2 separate regions of the Mus musculus genome follow, and region 1 is linked to region 2. The links are chromatin contacts, called in public HiChIP or PLAC-seq maps. All regions are on one chromosome and are shown on one strand. The core of a region is the stretch at or near the end of the contact, and the rest is flanking DNA. Distances in the headings are between cores, read along the strand shown.

The links. HiChIP or PLAC-seq counts read pairs in DNA pulled down with a chosen protein or histone mark.
Region 1: a contact with region 2 is called in an H3K4me3 HiChIP or PLAC-seq map of bone marrow-derived macrophages, with 2.8 times the contacts expected there. The contact joins the enhancer-like site here to the promoter of Mon1a in region 2. A contact is called at or near these places in 2 of 39 promoter capture datasets (the C10 cell line and hippocampal neurons), 1 of 484 Hi-C or Micro-C datasets (3T3-L1-derived adipocytes), 3 of 115 datasets of contacts at active chromatin or transcription factors (bone marrow-derived macrophages, embryonic limb bud and large pre-B cells) and 1 of 9 other capture datasets (macrophages).

Annotation. Positions count from the first base shown.
Region 1 is chr9:108,217,472-108,223,629 of GRCm38.p6, reverse strand. Dag1 (dystroglycan 1) reads left to right here. Exons shown (of 4, transcript NM_001276482.1): 3 at 5,220-5,617. The coding sequence starts at 5,339. Among named protein-coding and RNA genes, the nearest start is that of Bsn, 30 kb to the right of the region's middle. Within about 2 kb of position 3,364, at least 82 of the 459 cell types and tissues checked have an H3K27ac peak or open chromatin away from gene starts, as enhancers often do. A contact at or near this core is called in 3T3-L1-derived adipocytes and bone marrow-derived macrophages, where this site is marked.
Region 2 is chr9:107,883,666-107,889,654 of GRCm38.p6, reverse strand. It overlaps Mon1a (MON1 homolog A, secretory traffciking associated), which reads right to left and starts at 1,526. Exons shown (of 6, transcript NM_028369.3): 1 at 1,253-1,526.

The DNA of each region.
Region 1 (6,158 bases), core at 2,115-4,614, 330 kb before region 2:
TCAAGCCACCATCAGCAGAAATCACTGCCCACTGTAGCTTTCCTTGGTACCTGTGATAAGTGAGGATTTACAAGAAGTTTTCTAAATGAGAGAAGCTTTTAAAGTAGCTTTCCTTGTTGATAGACAGGATAGGTGCGCTTACTTCTCAGAGGTGGCAACTTTCTCTCCCACAGATTTTTACCCTTAAGTCTGTTTATGTGGCCCTGGCTGCTTTTGACTGACTGGGCCTGGTTGTTCCTCCCCATGGCTTGAAATCATCTCTTACCAATATCATGCCAGGTCTCCATGGCAGAGAAACCCTGGTGCTTCCAGAGTGAAGAACAGTTCTTAGGTGAGACTTGAAATTCTCACCAGCAGCTTTCTTTATCTGTGTTACAGAGTACAAAAGACCTTTTAAAGACTGGAAGCAGAAAGTCCGCTTGTCTTTTTCATATTTGGAGTCCAAATAAATTTCACAGCATTGGGTTTCGTTGTGTTTAGATACCCTGTTTGCCCTTTAGATTGAACTGCTTTAAACTGGTTAACTTTACAGAGGTTTTGTGTTAATATTGAACTCACAGTATTGAATTATAACTTTTGTGTATGTGGACTAAAAAAGCCTTTTTGTTAGGTGTACCCTAAAGTGATTGTTTTAATTAAAATTTCTTTTTAATTTTCCCAAGACCATTTAAAACAGAGACATAGGACTTCATTATTTTAATTGTGTTTTAAGAGGAAAATCTCATTTTCCTTAAATGTTTTAATTACAAGAGTGAACAGTAGATGTCTGACAGTGTCAGTAAGGCTTTAAGGTAGCAGAGCTGGTGAGTGTTCCCCTCCATTCTAGCAGTGTGTGAAGTAAGTAGAGTGTGGTTAACAAGGAGTTGAATCTCACAACTTTTCCTTTATTCTTAGAGAGTGAAAACTTATAGCTGCTCTTTAAAGAGTTTTTAGGTTAAGATAGGTAAAAGTTTTATTCCTGGAGTTTTGGTTATTGTGGACTGAATATATCATATGTGCATTTAATTTTTGAACTCACTGAGTGAAGCACTAACTGAGTCCCCCAGGAGCACAGGCACACATTACATGTGGGGAGGCACCAGAGTGGTCCAGAGCTGCCTTTGTCCCAGGGCCCAGGTCTGTGGGAATAAGACTCTCTCCTTCTCAGGAACTCAAGCTTTCTGAACATAATAGGGTCATAAGGGCTTGGTGCCACACTGGCACCTACTTGTCCCTCCCAGCAGGTGACATGCTTCAGTTATGTCTAAGTAGGGCTCTGTATAGGTGATAGGAAAGGTTAGAAGGCCCCTTTCCTGCTGCATTCATTCTGCCTCAGCTGACTGGAGTCCTTGCCAGACACAGCATAGTGATTTTGAGTCCCCATGTATCAAATGGCTGATGTATAATTTCTACTTCCAAGGCAACTTTTGATATTTTGGGTTACCTTTTAGGTACTTATGAAATGTCACTTTGCTTCTGCCCATTTGAGACTTCCATTTTTAGATTAAAGGCATCTATCTGATAGATTACTGCAGACTTCCCAAGAGCTTGGTGGAAGTCTTGTCTTCAAATACTCTTCTACCTTCAGGCGAAGATGTGGCTGTTAGATGCTTACTGTATGCTTGGCTCAGCAGTGAGGTGGGGGAGTCTCCCAGCTCTCAGGGAAGTCCTGAGCAGCCTGAGAGGCTGCTCCTACACTGCTGTCAGAGAAAGAAGGCTCAGTCTTTTCCAGGTTCTGTAGGCACCAACACTTTTTTGTAGTCCAATCTGGCCATGTGAGTAGTGGAATTTAGGTGTGTACCACCCATCCAAACCTCTAACACATTTAATTAGTTAAACATTTTGGGGTGCAAAGTCTCCCTGTTGTAACCCTCCTGGCCTTGAATTTGCTAGGTTGCCCAAGCTGGGTGGCTACAATCTGTTAGGAGAAAGGGCACAGTGCTCCTGACGAGGCACACACAGTTAACACTTCATATACATGTACACCTTCTGTGACACCAGGACTCATGGCCGATCCTCTGAATGGACCGCACTTGCCCTCACTCACTGCTGTCAGAGCTCTCCTGAGAGATGAAGTTTGAAATCCTCATGTCTTAGCTTCTCTGCTGCTAAGATTTTAGGCCTGTGTCACCCATATTTATTTGGCTTCTTCAGCTCTTCTAATACCTTCCAAGTTTCTCTGGTCTATGGGGATAGAGAGTGTCTAAGGCTGCTGTCAGACAAACTTATCTTTTACCCTGTGTACCAGGGCCACTAGACATGTTGTTCAGAGAGCCAAGGTGTTTGTTAAGCTCCAAGAGGGCCTGTTTTGATGCAATTGTATTTTGCTGGCATAGGGCATCCCTGGGAGCGCAGATTTGTGTGCACTGCCCTGCATCCCTGTCGGCACCACACTGCTCATCTCTCAGGAGAGCTCTGACAGCAGTGAGTGAGGGCAGGTGCGATCCATTCAGAGGATCCGCCATGAGTCCTGGTGTCACAGAAGGTGTACATGTATATGAAGTGTTAACTGTGTGTGCCTCGTCAGGAGCACTGTGCCCTTTCTCCTAACAGATTGTAGCCACCCAGCTTTATACAGCAGTGATTGAATTTGTACTGTTCTTTGGGTTTTGATCCCTGCCAGAAGGTCACTCTGGTGACCAAGAGTGAGCATTTGAGACTTGTACAAAAATTTTCCAGAGCTAGTCAGATGGCTTAATGGGTAAAGGCACTTGGTGCCAATCCTGATGAATTATGAATCCTAAGATCCATGTGATAAAAGGAGACCCCAAAAGTTATCCTTTGACTTCAGTATGCCTGCTGTGACATGCACCCTCTCCCCAGTAAAGAAATCATAAAAATTAAAATTTGTCCCAGAGGGACAGCTTAATATAGGCATGTAGATATAATTTACAAGGCTTCTAGCATAAGCAGGCATGATTCTTGCTTATAGAAAGCCAGCATCAGAAAGATATTCGGGCTGCTTTTAGCCAAGTAGCAGAAACTGTCTTTTCTCCCCAGAGCATGGAAAACCAGCACATAGTAGTTGGAGTTGTGCCCTGGACATTGCCTGACTGCTAAATGCAGAGCTGTTAGTCATGCCTGTGAAACAGACACCCCATGTGACATGTGACCACAGATAGTAGGACTAAGCTCATGCTTTTAGTGGGGTAGGGTTTGTCTTATAACTAGTGCTGTTTCCAAATAAGCTAAGATTTAAAATTGAGAGTCAGGCTGGGGAAGTAAAAGATCTACTGGACCTAGTAGATTAGATGGAAAAGTAAATGAACTATATTAGAAAAAAAAAGTAGTAAAAATGAAAAGGCCCACACCCTCCTGTGCATCCATTAGGTGAACGCCTAGTACTGAAATGTACCCCTTCCGTGCTTCCAGGAGTTGAGCACAGGCTTTCCACATGCTCGACAGGAACTTCACTGCTGAACCACACTCAGCCCAGCAGCTGGGCAGGCTAGGGAGGGAGAGTGGGGAACAGACAAGTAGTGGAATAAATAGGGCAGAGTCTCCAGATACCGATGGGAGTTTGGGTTTTAGTTACCATTTCAAAATTTCCCCAACACTCATGGGAACAGAATTCAAATCCAAAAGTTATAAAACTGGTCTCCAACTCCCTATAGAGTCCAGGATACTTGTATTTCTGGTCCTCCTGGCTTCACTTCCCAGGGCTAGGATTCCAGGCCTGTGTCACCATGTTTTGCAATTAAGTAATTAATGCCCATACTACCCCCCCTTGTGTGTGTGCGTGTGCGTGCGCGTGTGCGTGTGTACAGTAGGACAACTGTGGGAACCAGTTCTTTCTTCTCTCTCCTGCCATATGGGTTCTAGCGATTGAACTCAGGTTATTAGGCTTGGTGGTGTGAATCTTTACTCAGCGGCATCTCGCTGGCCCTTGCTTTGTTCTTTGAGACAGAGTCTTGCTGTAGAGCCCTGGCTAATCTGCTGGTCGTTCTCCTTCCTTTTCCTTCTGCCTCCTGAGTGCTAGGATTTACAGGCCCAAGTGTGTGCCACCACACCCTGCTTAAGATTTATTTCATATCACATGATTCAGTAGAAAACACGCTAATGTCATACATACCTGAGTATGCAGATTTGTCAACGTTATCATTCTTCCATATTTTTATGATTGATCTAAGAAAATTTGGAGAGTCTAGAGAGATGGCTTAGTGATTTAAAGCATTTATTTGTAGCTCTTGCAAATGACCTGGGTTCAATTCCTGTCACTCATATGGCAGCTTAAAATTATCCATAAGTACGGCTCCAGGGGATCTGAAACGTTTTCTGACCTTTGAGGACACAGGCATACACGTGGTGCACATACATGCAGGCAAACCATTCATACATAGAAAATAACTCAGCTGGGTGTGCTGGCGTACTCCTTAGATCTCAGCACTCTGGAGGCAGAAACAGGTGAGTGCTAGGCTGGCCTGGTTTACAGAATGGGTTCTAGGGCAACCAGGGCTACATAGGGAGACCCTGTCTCAAAAACCTAAAATAAAATAAAATTAATAAAGATAAAAGGAAAAAAGAAAGAAAGAAAAGGAGAAGTTGAGTGTGGTGTTTTAGGCGTGTGTTTGTAGCTTTACTGGGCTGGGAATGTGGCTCAGAAAGGTCTCTAGCATTCCTCTAGGGGCGGGCTGCTTAGAGGCAGAATGTCAGCTAATGTCATTCATTTAGAGTTCCCTCTCACAACAAAACAAACAGTTGGACTTAATTCCACCTATTTGTATTTTACAGAATTTTTTTGTTCATTTAGTAATGTGAGTGATTTAATACGCTATAGTTTCAATATGTATTATCCCTTTAAGTTACTTTTCGATGATATATTCACTTATTTTATATGCACTGGTTTTGCTTATATGCATGTCTGTGTGAGGGGGTCAGATTCCCTGGAACTGGAGTTACAGACAGTTGTGAGCCACCATGTGGGTGCTGAGAATTGAACCTGGGTCCTCTGGAAGAGCAGCAAGTGCTCTTAACCACTAAGCCATCTCTTCAGCCTTCCCTTTAAATTACTAATGAGGTATTTTACGTTTTGTTTTTATATAAAATTTCAAACTTCAGTGTTATTTTACACTTACTAGACCAATCAGTTTCCATCAGTTTCCATCGCTAAGTAGCTGCTGAAGGACACAGGAGTAAGAGGCTCTAGTTAGGGCAGAATGTCTTGGCAGAACACTGGGGAAGTGTACAGTCTCAAAGCCGCCAACATGGTTTGAATGTTTGAATCTGTTCTTCTCTTGTAGGCTCTGGGTGCTCTAGGATGGAACAGCTGTGCAGAGGGTGAGGATCCAACCCTGGGACCACATCATTTGCTTTCTTCCTTAGCAACTGGTGGCTTGAACAAACACTAGCCTGGGTGAGGATGTCTGTGGACAACTGGCTACTGCACCCCCTCTGGGGACAGACCTTTCTCCTCCTCCTGTCTGTGGCTGTGGCTCAGGCCCACTGGCCCAGTGAACCCTCAGAGGCTGTGAGGGACTGGAAGAACCAGCTTGAGGCGTCCATGCACTCAGTTCTCTCCGACTTCCAGGAGGCTGTTCCCACCGTGGTTGGCATTCCAGACGGTACGGCTGTTGTCGGGCGCTCATTTCGAGTGAGCATTCCAACGGATTTAATTGCCTCCAGTGGGGAGATCATCAAGGTGAGACTGCATGCAAGCACAGCTGAGGAAGGAAGAGGCCCCCTCTTCCACTTAGTTCTGATACTCGATGCCTTTTCCTCTTTTGTTGTATCTTACTGATTTATCTATTGAGACTGGGCTGGCTCGAGCACTCACATGTATGTATGAATACCACATGTGTGCCTGCCACCTGCAGAGATCAGAAGCTGTCAGACTCACTGAGCCGTGACTCCCACCTGAGCCATTCCTCCTTTAAGGCCCAGGCTGGGAAAGCTCCCAGCAACAGCTTTTTCTTTCTTTTTTAAATTGTGTGTGCCACTGAAGTCAGAAGAGGATGTGCATTCCTTGGAACTGGGGTTACACATGGTTGTGAGCTCTCATTTGGGTGCTGAGAACCAAGCCCTCTAGAAGAGCACCCAGTGCTCTTCACCACTGAGCCGTCTCCAGCCACAGCCCAGCAGCACTTCCACTTTCGGCTCTCAGTTGAAACTTTCACAAAGTCTGGTGTGGCCTTTCTGACATACAAACCCAGCCTTCTAGGTTGAACAGCCGCAGATTCCAT
Region 2 (5,989 bases), core at 277-2,776:
GTGGCTTTGTACTTCTGCCTTCAAACTCCAAACAAGTTCTACACCAGCTATGCCGTCCTGACAACATGCTCCTTCAGGACACTTTTTGTGCTTCTGAGGGTTAAATAAATCCAGTGTTCCTGAGTGTCCCCAGCATAGGACCTGCACAGGGAACGGAGCAGGGCCAGCTGTCTAGAGCTAGCCGGTGCTTTTTTTTTTTTTTTTTTCCACAAAAGTTCTCCTTCTATGTGAGATCATATAGCATTTTTATCCTCTCCAAGGTCAGTCTGGGGTTCCAACCAGAAGGCCTGGTGAAGCGAACCGTTTTCTGGATACCCACACACTCAGGCAAGAAGGCTGAGTGGAGCAGATAAAGCCCACCTCCCACCTCCAATAGACTTTGATTTCTGCAGCAAGTGCTCCTGGAAAAGCTGGTCCTGAGCCGTTATGCAAGGGAGGTGTCTGAGAACAGCTCCAGTGGTCTCTACAGGAACACTTTTTAGGCAGTTCCTCTAAGTGCTCCCAGGGCATGCAACTTTTCCTAGAAGCCTCTAGCAGAGCCTATGAACAAAATCACCAAGAACAAAAACAAACAAACAAACAAAAAGCTGATGCTGTCCCTCCTTCCAATGCGCCTCCCTCCTTCAGATTGCTCCTGAGAGAGGAGGGTCTTGCAAAAGCCCCTCCTTACTAGCTTCAAACAACCTTGATCTTTTTTCCTGTTCTAACAGCGCTTCAAATTTGATCTTGACCCCTTTGGTCCACTTGGGAGGACGACTCAGAAAGTCTGACAGTCAGGGCTCAATTGGGACTGTGATGTGGCTGCTTCAGCAGGATGCCTCCAGGATCTACAATGAGCCTAGTTCCTTGTCACCTCTAGAGGCCACTCCCCTTCCTGACAAAGGCTGCTCACAGTTCCCAAGCAAACTCTACCTAGAAAGGGTTGGCTCACCCTTTCAGACCTGCCTGCCTCGCTCCACCATCCTCCTTTTAAAGAGAACTCTGTGGGCCGAATATGTCCGAATTGGGGGTTGGTGTCTGCTGCCTATGGGACATTGCTCTCCCGGCCAAAGGATGAGTTCTCGCCTCATCTTTCTTAGTGCCTAGCTGGGACCAGCCGGCTAAAGGACCCCAAAGAGCCGCAGTACCCCTATCGGGGCAGTAGATGGCCGGGACACCCCCCCCCCCTAGTTTTCAAGCCCCTCCCTCTAAAGATGACAGCTTGCCCGCCTCTCGCCGCCCCCAGGCCACGTGGGTTAGCAGTCGAACTCACCTGTTTCTTGGGGAAACACAGGACCTACCGAGGGTACCAGTCACTGCCCTCTGCCAGACCCCTGGGGAGATATAAGTGTCCAGCAGTGCCTGGCCTCAGAGTGCAACTTCGCGGGGCTACCGCCCCTGGAGGATACAGACATGGCCACAGCGGAGGAACCGATCTCTCCTGCCGACCCTTAACCGGCCACCGGCGCAGGAAGACAGCTTTCACCGGCCTCTGGTGGCGGAGGCCCGGTTCCAGCCTCTTGGCCAGCCCCAGCCCGCCCCTGTGTGCATTGTGGGAAATGTAGTCCGTAACTCTCCGCAGCCTTAAAGCTGCGGGAGCGGTTCCGGGCTCCCGAGCCTGGCGATGCCAGAGGCGGGGTCTGACCTAGGACCCGGGTTGCCTCACCTGGCACCGCCTTCTTCCGTGTCTTAGAGGCGGGTCCTCTACCCTTCCCCCCAAACACCCACTAGATGTTTACTTTAAGGGACCAGAACGAACGTCAGTATTTCCCCACCGATCATGGAAAGATGATAAGTTTAGGGAGCTGGATAAATGCCACTAGTGAGCACAACCACATAGACTGTACAAGACGCGGACGTGTTGAAAAGACTCAAAAATTGTTGCTTAAAAAGACCTTAAGTCTGGTCACAGTATATTATTTTAAGGCAATAGAAAGCACAATTCTCAACAATTCACATAAACTGACCCGGGGAGCTTTTAAAAAAACATTAATGCCTGGACACTATCCTATAGATTTTTACTTAATGGGATGAATGTGAGGTACGAGGCATCGGAGTTGTTTGAAAAAGCTCCTGGGTGATTTCTAAGGGCAAGGAACCACTGCTTATAATTTCCTAGACACAAAGTAATAAAAACAGGAAAACAAGTTTTCCCAGCAGCCCTTATTTCTGGTGAATAGTTTGAAGAAGCAAAATTAGGGAATGGCTAGTATTACTTATATTTTATCTGAAGCAATTTGCTTACTTTTCAAGCTTCATGGTTAGTCATCCCAATAGTTCTGAGATAAAGGACAAAGTCAAAAACCTCTGACTTTTCCTTGCAGTTTGACAGGCTCCCTAAGGAGGTCGGAGAAGTTGGGGATCTCTCTCTTCTCTCTCTTCTCTTCTCTCTCTCTCTCTCTCTCTCTCTCTCTCTCTCTCTCTCTCTCCCTCCCTCCCTCCCTCTCTCCCATGCGAATTTGAAATCTGGCTCCATAATACTGGCATATGTGTGCTCTCTCTCTCTCTTTCTCTCTCTCTCTCCCTCCCTCCCTCTCTCCCATGCAAATTTGAAATCTGGCTCCATAATACTGGCATATGTGTGACTGACATGATGACAACCTGTGACCTTTTCCTGGAGATAGTTTCCACAGGGTTACCAGACCCTTAAATGCTGGGTAAGGGAAGCGTCCCATGTGAGAGGGAGTTCGTTCCTTTGCAGTGGAGACTGAGAAGGGGAGTGGAACTTCTCCAAGTCTCCATAGGTCTTTCAGGATTTCCTCTCTTTGCTTGCTCTGGCTTCCAGGTTCCTACCTTGAAGCAAATATAATTTATACAAGTTTTCCCTATATACTTCATTTCATATTATTTCACTATACGAGTCTAAAGTAAGAATTTTTGAGCAGGGCGGTGATGGCTCACCCCTTTAATCCCAGCACTTGGGAGGCAGAGGCAGGCAGATTTCTGAGTTCGAGGTCTTCTTTTGTGTGCATATGTATGTTCTGTGTTCATGTATGTGCAAATATGTATGGGAATATGTGCAGGGGTGTGTGTGCACATCTTACGTTGGGTGTTGTTCTAATCAGCTTCAGTTCTCAACTTGACACAGTGTCTGTGGGGAATTGTTTCAGTTGTTAATTGATGCAGGAGTGCCCAGCTCATTGCAATTAGTGTTATTCCCTGGGCAGGTGGTCCTGGGCTACTCAGCTTGAGTGAGCCAGCAAGCAACATGGGTTCCTTCCTGGTTTCTGCTTCAAAAGTTCCTGTGCTGAGTTTCCTTAAGGATCAACTGTGGCCTGTGAGCTGAAATCAGTCCTCTCCTCCCCTCAGTTGCCTTTGGTCAGAATGTTCTAGCACAGCAGCAGAAGGAAACTAAAACTTCCTTGACATTGTCCCACTTTTAGGTCTCATGGAGCCTGGAGTTCACTGGTTGACTAGACTGCCTTGGCCAGCAAGCTCCAGAGATCCACCTGTCTCTGTAGCCCCAACACTGAGGTTAGAGATTCCCACCTCTGTGTTTGGCATCTCCCTAGGTACTGCTCATGCTTGTATAACAAGCACTTAGCCGGGCGTGGTGGTGCATGCCTTTAATCCTAGCACTTGGGAGGCAGAGGCAGGCGGACTTCTGAGTTCGAGGCCAGCCTGGTCTACAGAGTGAGTTCCAGGACAGCCAGGGCTACACAGAGAAACCCTGTCTCGAAAAACCTAAAAAAACAAAAACAAAAACAAAACAAAAAAACAAGCACTTTACCCATGAGCACTCTACAGATTAAGCAGTTCTTTCCCCCAGTCCTCATTCTTGCTCCCAAGAACAAAATCCCCATCAGACATGACAGAGTCTTTATTTACTGGGATAAGCTGGTGAGCATGCATCTCTAAGGTGTGTGCTTAGGCACTATAGAAGCAAGCCACTATAGCTACATCTGTTTGTTTGAGGACAGGTTTCCTGTAGCCAATGTTGGCCTGCACTCCTTTTCCTCCTGTTTCTACCTCCAAAAGTGTTGATTACAGGTGTACCACTGCAATAGGTGGGATTTTTTTTCCTTCTGTACACAAGCAGGTGGGTGTCTGTCAGTCCCAGGCTAGCCTTTTTACAAAGGGAGTTCCAGGCCAATCAGAGCTGTAGAATGAAGTCTTTTCTCAAAAAGAAAAAAGGCAAAAAAAAAAAAAAAAAAAAGAGGGCATTAGATTGCAATAGTTTACCTTAAAATATACCAATAACATCACTCTGTATAGTACAGGCCAAGGAGAACCATCTCTTTTGGAGACCTGTTGTCAGTAGGTTACTCAGTCTGCCCTTGAACTCACTTGTAGCCAGGGCAGGCATTGAATTTTCAGGCTTCCTGCCTCACCCACGAATCTCACCTTAAGTCATCATAAAGTTCAGAATTGATAGGGTTGGAGAGCACACCTATAAGTGCAGTATGCAGAAGGCAAGGAGGGCGTGAGTGCCAGGCCTATGTAGGATTCTCACGGAGACTCTGAACAAAAAAGAAAAAGAGCAAATCAAAGTCAGCATTTTAGCCAGGCAGTGGTAACGCACGCCTTTAATTCCAGCACTCGGGAGGCAGAGGCAGGTGGATCAGTGAGTTCCAGGACAGTCAGGGCTATACAGAGAAACCCTGTCTCAAAAAACAAACAAACAAACAAACAACCCCCCCAAAAGAAGTTGGTCTTTATAAGGTGACCGATCATTAACTTGCACGTCTTAATTATTTTTTGTTATGTAAAAGCAAAGTGTGTTTTATTCTGCAGAAGTCCAGAGTGCTGGGGACTCCCACTCCCAATAAAAAAAAACTGTTATTTTTATTTTATTATTTTTTTCAAGACAGGGTTTCTCTGTGTAGCCCTGGCAGTCCTGGAACTCACTTTGTAGACCAGGCTGCCTCGAAATCCATCTGCCTCTGCCTCCCAAGTGCTGGGATTAAAGGCGTGCACCACCACTGCCTGGCTAAAACTGTTATTTTTTTTAACAGTTTAAAATAAGTTAGTAGCTTTTATAAGATTAGGATTTGCAGCATTATCTCTGTTAAGTTTGAACCTTAAAAAAAATAACACTTTCTGAACTGAAACTTTTTTAGTATCAAAATAAAGCTTTAAATCATATTATACAGTCCTCGAGGAGCTGGGCAACTTTACTCTCCTGGTCCTTTTATAGTGCATCATAGCGCATGCCTTCTTTTCCATTCCTTTTCACTCACAGTCACAGAATATCTCTGCCTTTACTTTGGATTGACCTAGACACACTTCTGCCCCAGGGGTTCAGGGACAGCCCACATTAATTTGGCCAGGCTTTGCCCTCTGCTTCACACTCTTTGTCCGAAGTCTGAACTTATACACTACATAGATGATTTTCTTCTCTGTTCCATCCCTACAAATTAGCCAAGCTGACATCTCTACTCCCCTAAACTTCCTGTCTGGCCAGGGATGTAGGGTCTCGCTCTCTAAGGCCCAGCTGTCTGCCCCTCAGGTTGCTTACCTGGGGCTATGACTCCAGCTCACAAAGCCACTGCTCTAGACAGAAAACGTCTACTCCAGTCACTCTCAGTCTCACCCACCAAGGATGGATTCTAGCCTTTCTATGGAGGTCTGGTTTCTTATGCTTTAAGATCCGTTCTTTCTCACTTCTTGCCCACTCCCTGTACAAAGTGTCCCTTGGTTACAGTCCCCTCCTTGCACCCATTTCCAGGCTTTTTTATAAGCTTCAACAGGCCCACTTGCAAGCCATAGATCTAGACCCTCCAGATCTAACTCTTACCTTATTTCTCTAAATTATAAGCAAGGAGGGATATGCCCTTGGGGTCTTGGGTCACCAATTAGGACTTTCCTTTGCACCCATTACATACTTATCAAAAATAGTTAGACCATACTACCCAAGGATGGGCACCTTGCCTACTTGCTCTGGCTGCGGCCAAACTCCTTATTCATGAATAAAAAAAGTTAACCTTCTGGACATCTACTCCACTCCCCTCCTCCTCTCCTCCTCTCCTCCTCCCCTCCCCTCCCCTCCCCTCCCCTCCCCTCCCCTCCC